Regions from separate parts of the Ovis aries genome. Here region 2 is linked to region 1. Evidence: chromatin contacts called from public Hi-C data. All regions are on one chromosome and are shown on one strand. Each heading gives the region's core, a stretch centred on a gene start, on an enhancer-like site or on the middle of the called end of the contact. The rest is flanking DNA. Distances are from core to core; before and after follow the strand shown.

Region 1 (4,481 bases), core at 694-3,193:
ACGTCTGTCCTCCCCAGTCCTGTCGCCCCACGTCGCACAGGAAGCCTTCCCATGCTTGAATCTGTGCCAGCACTTCCCCTGTGTGTCTCTCACCACATCCTGCTCCCTAACCTGCCCAGTGATGGCTCTGACTGTTCCCACATTAGCTGTGAGCTCCATGGGGTCAGGGACTATGTCCTTCTGTCTTGTGACAAAGTCACTGCTGAGGTTCAGAGTCTGGCATGGTCTGGGGCATGTAGCAGACGCTCCAATCATTAAATGGAATCTAATGGAAATAGAAATTTTATGTGGGACAGCGCCGCCTGAGTAGAGCACCAGGTGTTGACTTGTGGGGCCGCAGTGCCTGCTGAGCTCTGGGTTGCTGAGGGAGTGGAACCCCTTTATTATTACCTAAAAAACATTGCTGGCTGTAGTAAGTGCTCTTCCACCCTGCGGAGGAGGGAGAGGAACAAAAGAGGTTTGGAAGAAAAGGTTGAGGACTGGGGATCTGGATATAGGTTTTGGCCTTGGAAATGGAGTCCTGGACAGGGTGTGTGATCCTTACACAGGAAAGGGATGGGTTGTGAGGCACTGGGTTTGGGATCAAGGTGTGGTGGAATGAAGTGGAATTGTAGTTGGAATGAAAGTTCCTTTGCTCAACATTGGTCAGTGTCTGGCCCAGAAGGTGGGCTGTGGGCTAGGAAGAGGTCACACAGCCCTAGGAGGCTGAGTGCCTGCAAAGAAGAGACAGGAGTTTGCAATAAAGGAAGTCTCAGCTGTGCCAGATGAAGGTCTGAATGGTGGCGACAGGTGTGTGGGGGGTTGGTGCCTGGGCTGGGAGATCTACATCCCAGTGGCTGCTGCCAGGGCAGGTCCCTCCTGGGAAGGCCTCAACATCCCCCTCCCCGTTGTGAGGTGAAATGAGGGGGTGGGGATTAGAGCTCGCCCCATGGAGAGAGTGAGGAGGTCCACTCAGAGCCTGATCCTCCGTTTACTGGAGGTATGGCTGCAGAGAAACTTAGCCCTGGAACTGGTGCTTTCTCCTCTGACCTGGGGCTGGCTTCACCTTCCTAAGCTTCAGCTCCTGAGACGGCCCACTCAAGCCCTACACCTCACAAGGCAAGTAGATCAAGCACCTGAAGCCCTCGCCAGGCACATGAAAGCAGCTGATGAACTTTTTCTTTTTTATCATGGTTTGTGCTTTCCTAAGAGCTCATAACTAGTGCGTAGGGACTTTTTTTTATTCCTGACTTTATGGGGTCCTGAGGACTGGAAGAATTTAATCTGTTGAATGGATGAATGAGTACAGAAAATGCTTTTAGTATGTAGATTCTCATGTCTATTTCGGCACGAAAGACTCAGGCCACACTGCTGGCTGCTGCTCTTTCAAGTTCAGCATCCGCCCACAAACGTATTTCCTGAGAACCTGCTGGGCGCGCGGGGATTCGTCCTTATTCTTACTCCCACAGTCGGGGAAAGTGAGGCTCGGGCAGGACCAGACACGCCCAAGGTCAGCCTGGTAGGCGAGGCTGGGGCTCCAAGCGCCTGACCCGGGCCCTCGCCCGCCCGGGCAGCTCGTGCTGCCCATGGCTCGGGAGTCGCCACAGTATCCCGTTGGGACACAGATCCCCCGAGCTGTCCTCGGGGGAACGGGATTCGGCAGGCTGCGCACCCTTTCCCGGACCCAGTAAATTATCTCCCAAATAGGTGCTGGGCATGCCCCGGGGGCCAGGTCTCCCCTTCTCCTTCCCCAGCCTTCCCTGGGACCCCAACAGGGTGCGGAATGGGAAGTGCTGAGCAGCGGCCAAGTGTAACTGAGTCCGAGCTCCCCGCCACCCGGCCTGGCGCCTGCTGGGGTCCCCGGCCCGCCTCCCGCCCACGTGGCCGGCCCGGCCTCTCCGCCCCCGGCCCGGCCCCGCCCCGCCCCGGGGAGCCGCCCCCGTAGCCGCCGCTGCCAGAGTCTTAGCGGCGGTTCGCGCCGCAGCCCCGCGGGTCGAGCCGGTGCTGGGAGCGGAGGTAAGTGTGGGCGGCTGGCCTGAAGCCTCGCTACCCGGCTAGACCTTCCCCGGCTGGAGACCCTGCTAGACACCCTGGGGCGGGAGGCTTTCCCGGGCTGGTTCCTCTCCACCTTCACCCACCAAGCCGGAGCTAGACCCCACCTCCAAGCCGCCCTCGTTCCATCCCGGTGCCCGCGGCAGAGTGTGCGCTCCTGGCTCCGCGCTCCCTGAACGCTCAGGGGAACCCTGGACGGCACAGGTAGGCAGTGCCACCACCAGCCCCGACCGGCCGCCGCTCCGCGGGAGACCCTGACTCCGATCCCCTGGTAGCTCTTGGGCTAAAAGTTCCCGGACCCACTTCCGGGGAGGGAGATCCACCTGTCTTGGGGTGCAGCCCCTTTCCCTCGGCGTGTCTTCCCGTTGGGCGCTGTTTGTCGGAACTCGCGGGACTACCAGTCACTTCGCGGCGGGGAACCCGGCTTTGGGCGCGCGGGGCGGTGGCTGCGGTTTCGGTCCCACTCGGGCCCGCGTGCTCGTTGCTGCTTAAACTAAGCGGCTCGAGGATCCAGGGAGGAGCAGGGGGAGGCGGACACCATGGGGTTAAGGCGAACTTCTCGTAGCCAGAGAGGGGCAGGCGTCTTCCGAGTATGGGAGTTTCTACTGAGTCGAGTTCCCGTGGGCTCTGCCACGAGGAAGAACCGCGCTTGCCTTATCAGCGGCCTCATCAAAGGTTTATACGTTGATGAAACTGAGTGGCTTGTTCCTCGAGGGCTCTCACTCCGTTTAATGCCTAAACCAGGCTTGCCTCCAGCACTGGGCAAGGATGCGACAACTGCCAAATGGTGGTTGTCTTGGGTGAAGTAGCAGAAAATTATTTTTAAGCAGTTCATGCACTGCCCAGGTGTTAGCACCTTCTACCCTGGGTGCGGAAGAGTTTTGCTGGGTCTGGGTGTCAGCTGCAAGTTACTTCACCTGCTCATGCCTCAGTGTCCTCATCTGTAGAGTGGAAATGATAACAGTACAAACCCTAAAAGGTTGTGTGAGATTAAATTTTTTATTGTAGTGCCTGGTACAGGCTAAGTTCTCCCTCGGTTAACTGTCCTTCTTGTTACTATTTTGACTGATATTAACAGAGCACCCCCATCCCTAACTAACTTCACTGTGAGCTAGGTGAGCAAGCTCTGCGCACTTCCCTGTTTCCTGATAAAGACCTGAATTATTTACACAGTAGCCGTGGTGTCCCCTTCCACCTTGAAACACTTGGGCTTTGCATTAACACTTTCTATGCTTAAGCAGCCTTGTGTGAAATGTTATCTCAGAATGTGAAATTAGAGATGACCTTTGTCAAGGACAATCCTGGAAAATGTGGTCTTGGACCTTCTCTGGAGGCTCTGGGGTGTTGTGGGATGTTTCCCTCACTGGAGTGTAGTGGGTAAGGTTTCATTAGGACCCCTTCAGGCCTTGGTCCCTCTGACAGGCTGACATCTATCAGAGCTAGAAGAGGTAGTGTGGGAGTCTCTTTATGGGTCTGAGGGCCTGATCTTGCCCCCTCTCTTTCTTTTACTCACCTCTAAGCTTGTCCATTCCATCAGTGGGGCGCTCCTGGGCTGAACCAGTTTAGTTTTTTCTTTTGGCAGTGGTAACCAGACAGACATTCTTAACCTGGGGCTCTAAGAACCTTCTGAAATACACCTGAGGTGCTTGGAGCACAGGTGTGTATTTTTTCAGAGGGTTCTCTTTACATTGTATTCTACAAAAGGCCCGCATCCCCCAAATGTGGGCCCTGAACACCAGGTGGGAAGATGGGAGTTATGGTCCCCTATATAAGACAGGCCCACTTTTTAATGGAGCCAAGATGTCAGCATTTCCTCTGTCCCTGTAGGTAGGGGTGCGCACATGTTCCTTTGTGCCCTTGCTCAGAGCACACCTACCAGTGGAAAGTTCAGAGTCAAATCAGCTCTGCCTTGACTTGAGAAAATCTGATAAAGTCAGTGGGGAAAGAAGGCAGGCGGGGGTGGGAGATGTGTGTTTAGGGCCTGTGGTGGGGCCTTTAGGATAGGGTGCAGTTGATGACTATCTGAACTCAACTTGTCAGGAGACTCCTCAGGCTTCTCTTTTGCACATGCTTTTCCTTCTGCTGAACACACGCTTTCACCACCTTTTCTCATGTCTGGCACTTCATGCCATTTAGCTCAGATGTTTCCTCTGTAGAAAAGTTTCCCCTGACAACTTTGTCCAGAGCAGCCCCCCACTCTGTCAGTTTCTGTCATGTTCCCCCATTTTTAAAAATTAATTTTATTTTTGGTTGGCTGCACTTGGTCTTGGTTGCTGTGTGAGGACTTTCTCTAGTTGCAGTGTGCAGGCTTCTCATTGCAGTGGATTCCCTTGTTCTAGAACACGGGCTCTAGGTGTGTAGATTCAGAAGCTGTGGCACACAGGTTTAGTTGCTCTGCAGCACATGGGATCTTCCCAGACTAGGGATCCCTCGCATTGGCAGGCGGATTT
Region 2 (4,481 bases), core at 1,175-3,674, 65 kb after region 1:
TATCTTTCAAGAGAACCCCCCACCCCCTTATTTGGGCCTTTTCTCAAACACTGGGCACCTTTGTTCTGGGTGATTGGGGTACTGGGAGTCAGATCTCTGAAGGGCAGACACTTCACTGTGAACAAGGCCAAAGACACATGCAGTGACTTGCCCACCTAAAGCTGGCGAGTAAGGTGCAGGCTGCAAATGTCCTCCACGCCATGCATAAAGAGGAGCATGCACGGTTCTGTGTGCAGAGTGATCTGTGCGTGTAGATGCCAATGCAAATAACATCATTATTTCACTGCGAGGAGCAGGCATGCAGATAGATTGCACTGTGAGTGTTAGTCACTGAATCCTGAACACCAGAGGCACAATGCACGAGACAGTGGAGAGCCCCGGGATGCAGGAAGCAGCTGCTTGCGGTCAGGTTCCCGCTGCACCACCTGTTGCCCTGTGATCCTGCTCAAGTCTGTGACCTTGCTGGGCCTCAGTTTCATCATCTCTAAAGTGGGGATAATGATGATAACCCCAGCGCCCGACAGAGTGAGAGCTCACTGAGTGTTAGCCATCCTGCTGCTGCCGGTCCTTTCACTGTCGCTGTCATCACGTTATTATTACCAATGAGGTGTGACTGCCCTGAGAACGGGGTTTCCACTCCTGCAGCTCCTGGCTTGTGTGCTTGCTTTACAGAGACATGGGGCCAGGCCCCATCTTCCTGACCCCAGCCTCTCGTCCCTGCCGCACCTGCGTCTCTCTTCTCTGTGCCTTTCTTCCTCGCGTCTGCCTGCAACGTGACTCACTTGTTGCTTCATCCCTGCCAGTGACTTGGCAGGCCCACAGGCAGCGTTGCACATGCTGGCCTGTCCAGAAGGATGACAAAATGCAGATGTGGCCCCGACCTTCTCAGAAACCCACCCACCTCTGACCTCACTGTCCTGGCTCCCAAACATATGTCCCTGGCTGAGGGGTAGAGGGTTGAGGAGACAGCCCATGGAGGTCAGAGAGTCCGAGAGGACTTTTAAACCGCCTTGGGTCCCTGGACTGACAGTGTTAGAATTGCTGGCAGGCTGGGATATATGTCCCCTGCTTTACGGAGCCCCACGTAATAGATTGTTTGTACTGGTTCTTGTGAGGTATTTTGATTTCAAAGCTTATTCAAAGTGTTCCAGTTGAAGTGAAAAATGAAAAAGTTGAGCAATATGTTAAAGGAACAAAATAATGCAGACTTATGAACTCGAGTCCCCAGCTTAAATGTTCACAGGGCATCGGCTTGGGGTGGTTCATTCCCTTTTCTGGGAACTCTTTCTGTTTCCTAGTTTCTGCCTCCTATGGGTAATGTGGGTCCACTGTGGCCAGGTCTGCTGATATCCCAAGAGAATCCAGAATTTGGGATTTTAAAGTAAAATCTCTAAATTCTCAAGAGCCCTCCAGATTTTGAAATGTTGGCAATTAATTAGAAAAAAAAATTAAACAAGTCTGGTGGGCTGGAACTGAAAAGCCACCAGCACTCAGGGGACTTGAGAGATGCTGTGCTGACGTCTTTGACGGGTTTACAGAGGAGGAAACCCACGTCCAGAGAGAAGTGACTCGTCCATGGTCCCAGAGCTGGATTTGAATCCAGATCTCTGGGGTCCCCATCATAGGCCTTTTTCTCCCAGTGCTGTCTGGAGTCTCTTTCTGGTTGGCTTCCAAGAAGGCCATCGAGTCAAGTTTTACCACAGGTGTCAGCATCATCCAGGCTCAACCAAGGAGCTAGCAGAGAAACCTCAGGGAGAAAGCTCCCCAGGAACATGAACCCTCTCCCCGACTCGCTTGGCGCTCATGCATTCCCAGAAGGGGCTGTTCTTGGCAGGGCCTCCTCCTCAGGTTCATCCTCCTGCAAAGTGTATAGATTTAGTTTTGCTGAAGTTTGATCTATTCTCAGAGTGTGCATCCAGTATGGCTCAACAGAGACTTTTCTGCCGAAGAATCTATGCAGTGTAAAATATTTTGGAGATCTCAGCCTGCATGAAGCTAGGCTAGGATAAGCCCCCAGGTCTCAGGCCAATTTCGCCTTGTCCTCTGGCCAGCAAAGACCAGGCTGCCCTTGGACCGTGGTATCCCACCCCAGCTGCCCAGCAGAGCAGCCCTGCTGGGATAAGGTGATGAGAAATTCACCATTGCTAAATGGCTGGTGTGACCATATGACTCTCTGACCAAAGAACTCAGAAACGAGTGTTTGCTGTTACACAGGAGGGGGGGGGGGGTCTTGAGGCGCATGGATTCATTCATGTGCTGCTCAGTCTGCTCATGAAAAAGATGTTTTATTTTTGCAAGTTATTGCAGCGTGAACCCCAAACACCAAAGCCAGTCTCTTAAAAGAACTTGATCAGGATCCAGGAGCAGCCGTCAGGCCCTGAGAGGGTGACTCATGAGTAGTGAGTTCCCGGAACACACCCATCCCCGGCCAGCTCAGAAGAGGCTGAGAGGGGGAGGTGAATGTGAAGGGTTGGGGCAGGCGCTGCCGGCATGGCCTCTATTCTCTGAAAACAATGCGTGTTGCAATCAGAGCATCCATCGCCTGTGAGCACCCATGATTTTACAACTAGGACGTTCTGCAGAAAACCATTCTGGCTGGCTGTTCTCTTCTAGAAGGCCAAGCGGTCGCTGTGCAAGCCCCATCATGGAGCAGACAAAATCGGTTCTGGCTCAGTGTCCACAGGAGCCACGTGCCATGGAAGCACGTCTGTGGCTGCCTTTCCTTCTGGGCTTTTGGAAGTTTCTGAACCCAGTGTGATCTGTGGGTCTCAACCACAGAAACAACTGGTTTTTCAGGCTGTTGAGAAGCCCTGTGACTTATGAGGATGAAATATGGAGTAACTGATCCCCAGCTCCAGCCCCTAAAGTTCTAGAACACACTGAGAATTCATGTAAATCGGCAGTTTTATTTATGAACCTTCTCTAGATGAATCCAGTACATGCAGAGAAGCCTACAAATAACCCATGTGGCTCTCATGTACTGAACACGCCTTTGCAGTCAGCAGCAGCCAGATCAAGAAACACAACATGACTGGTGCCTGGCATTCCTTGTGTTCCCTCTACAGCGGGAATCACATCCTGACTTCTTAGTATACATGGAATCACCAGGATGTGAGGCCAGTGGTTTTGAACTTAGAGAGTCTGAAACAAGTTGATGCCATAAAGTTGAAGGAAAAATCAGCCAGGGAGGGTTGTTCTCTGAAGGTCAGGAGGAAGATTGTTGTGGTGTTGAGAGTCTGGGGGCAGTGTTGCTTAATTGCCTGGGATGGAGATGGGTGTGTGGGCCCATCTTTGAGAGGAAGGGGGCACAGGGAAATCGAGACCATGTCAGGGGGTTTGTCAGCAGCAGGCAGAACACTGGCGAGGTGGTAGGTACCACTGATACAGAGCCAATCCTTAAAGGCTTGATTGTTCAGGACGTATTAGCAGCCCTTGAGGGGAGGAGTGGCATCTTGAATGGCAGCCAGAGAGAAGTGCCATGTGTCGGTACTGATAGAAATCTGATCATCTCCGGATGCCGCCTGGCAGCCTGTGGGCTCTTGAGAGCTGTTTGTAGATGGCCTGGAAGATGTCTGTGACAGTGGAGCCTGGAGGATGCAGCTCTGCCCACCGAGCTCCTTGTTTCTTGGCCGAAGGTGTGGGGTTGCTGCAAGGGAAGCCCTGAGCCACTGTGATGGTTTGTTTAAAAACAACTGCAATCTGTCTCATCAGTGTGCGGGTTCCATGTTACTTCATGCCGGTGCTTGACACCAACAGCTGGGAGCTCCCCTGGCAGGTGGGCATAGCTGGGCTTCTTCATGATTTGCTCTCACATTACTTGAATGTGCCGCTGGGGTGGTTTCTATATATACATTTGCTTTGTGCGGCTCAAGGAAGCAGGGAAGGTGGCAGGTCCTTTTAAAAATGGTTCCTGTGCATCCATGGTTCATTCGACATTTATTAAGCACCAACTGTGCACCATGTGCTGGGGATGATTTTATTTTCAGTCACTGGGGTGATGAGTGTTCCAGGTGAGTTATTTATTGGTTTGAGGGCTTTATGTTGTACATCCATCTCTCCTGACCCGTGTTTCTTTTCTCACGTTCTACCAAGAAATTAATCCCAAATGAGATGATATATGTAAAGGGCTTGGTACACTGGATAATTTTTGGTAAGTAAATCTGAGGGGTTAGTTTTATTCTAGGGCCCACAGTCTTCTGTTTACATGTCAAGTTGAGTAGGCCTTGTGCTGGGTGCTATAAACATCACCCTTTACCTTTTATGTATTAGAGAACAGAGCCTCATGGAGGTGGTGCCCTCGCTCCTTGAAGGACCTGGTTTGCAGCTTCAGATCTTCACCCTCAGCTGCTCTACAGGGTCGAATGCAGTCTGGGTACAGAGCTGGTGGGACAGGAGGGACAGGCTGTCGAGCAGTTGGAAGGCAGGTCCTGATCACAGGGCTTCCCTGGGACTCTGTGATCCATGTGGGGGCTTCCCTGTTG

What was found. Hi-C and Micro-C count contacts between places; a contact is called where the count stands out from the background.
Region 2: a contact with region 1 is called in a Hi-C map of tail adipose tissue, with 2.5 times the contacts expected there. The contact joins the enhancer-like site here to the promoter of ARHGEF3 in region 1. A contact is called at or near these places in 3 of 16 Hi-C or Micro-C datasets (hypothalamus, skin fibroblasts and tail adipose tissue).

The regions. Positions count from the first base shown.
Region 1 is chr19:44,102,924-44,107,404 of ARS-UI_Ramb_v3.0, forward strand. It overlaps ARHGEF3 (Rho guanine nucleotide exchange factor 3), which reads left to right and starts at 1,944. Exons shown (of 13, transcript XM_042236047.1): 1 at 1,944-2,235.
Region 2 is chr19:44,167,352-44,171,832 of ARS-UI_Ramb_v3.0, forward strand. All of the region lies in intron 2 of ARHGEF3 (Rho guanine nucleotide exchange factor 3), which reads left to right. Among named protein-coding and RNA genes, the nearest start is that of ARHGEF3, 65 kb to the left of the region's middle. Within about 2 kb of position 2,425, at least 34 of the 54 cell types and tissues checked have an H3K27ac peak or open chromatin away from gene starts, as enhancers often do. A contact at or near this core is called in hypothalamus and tail adipose tissue, where this site is marked.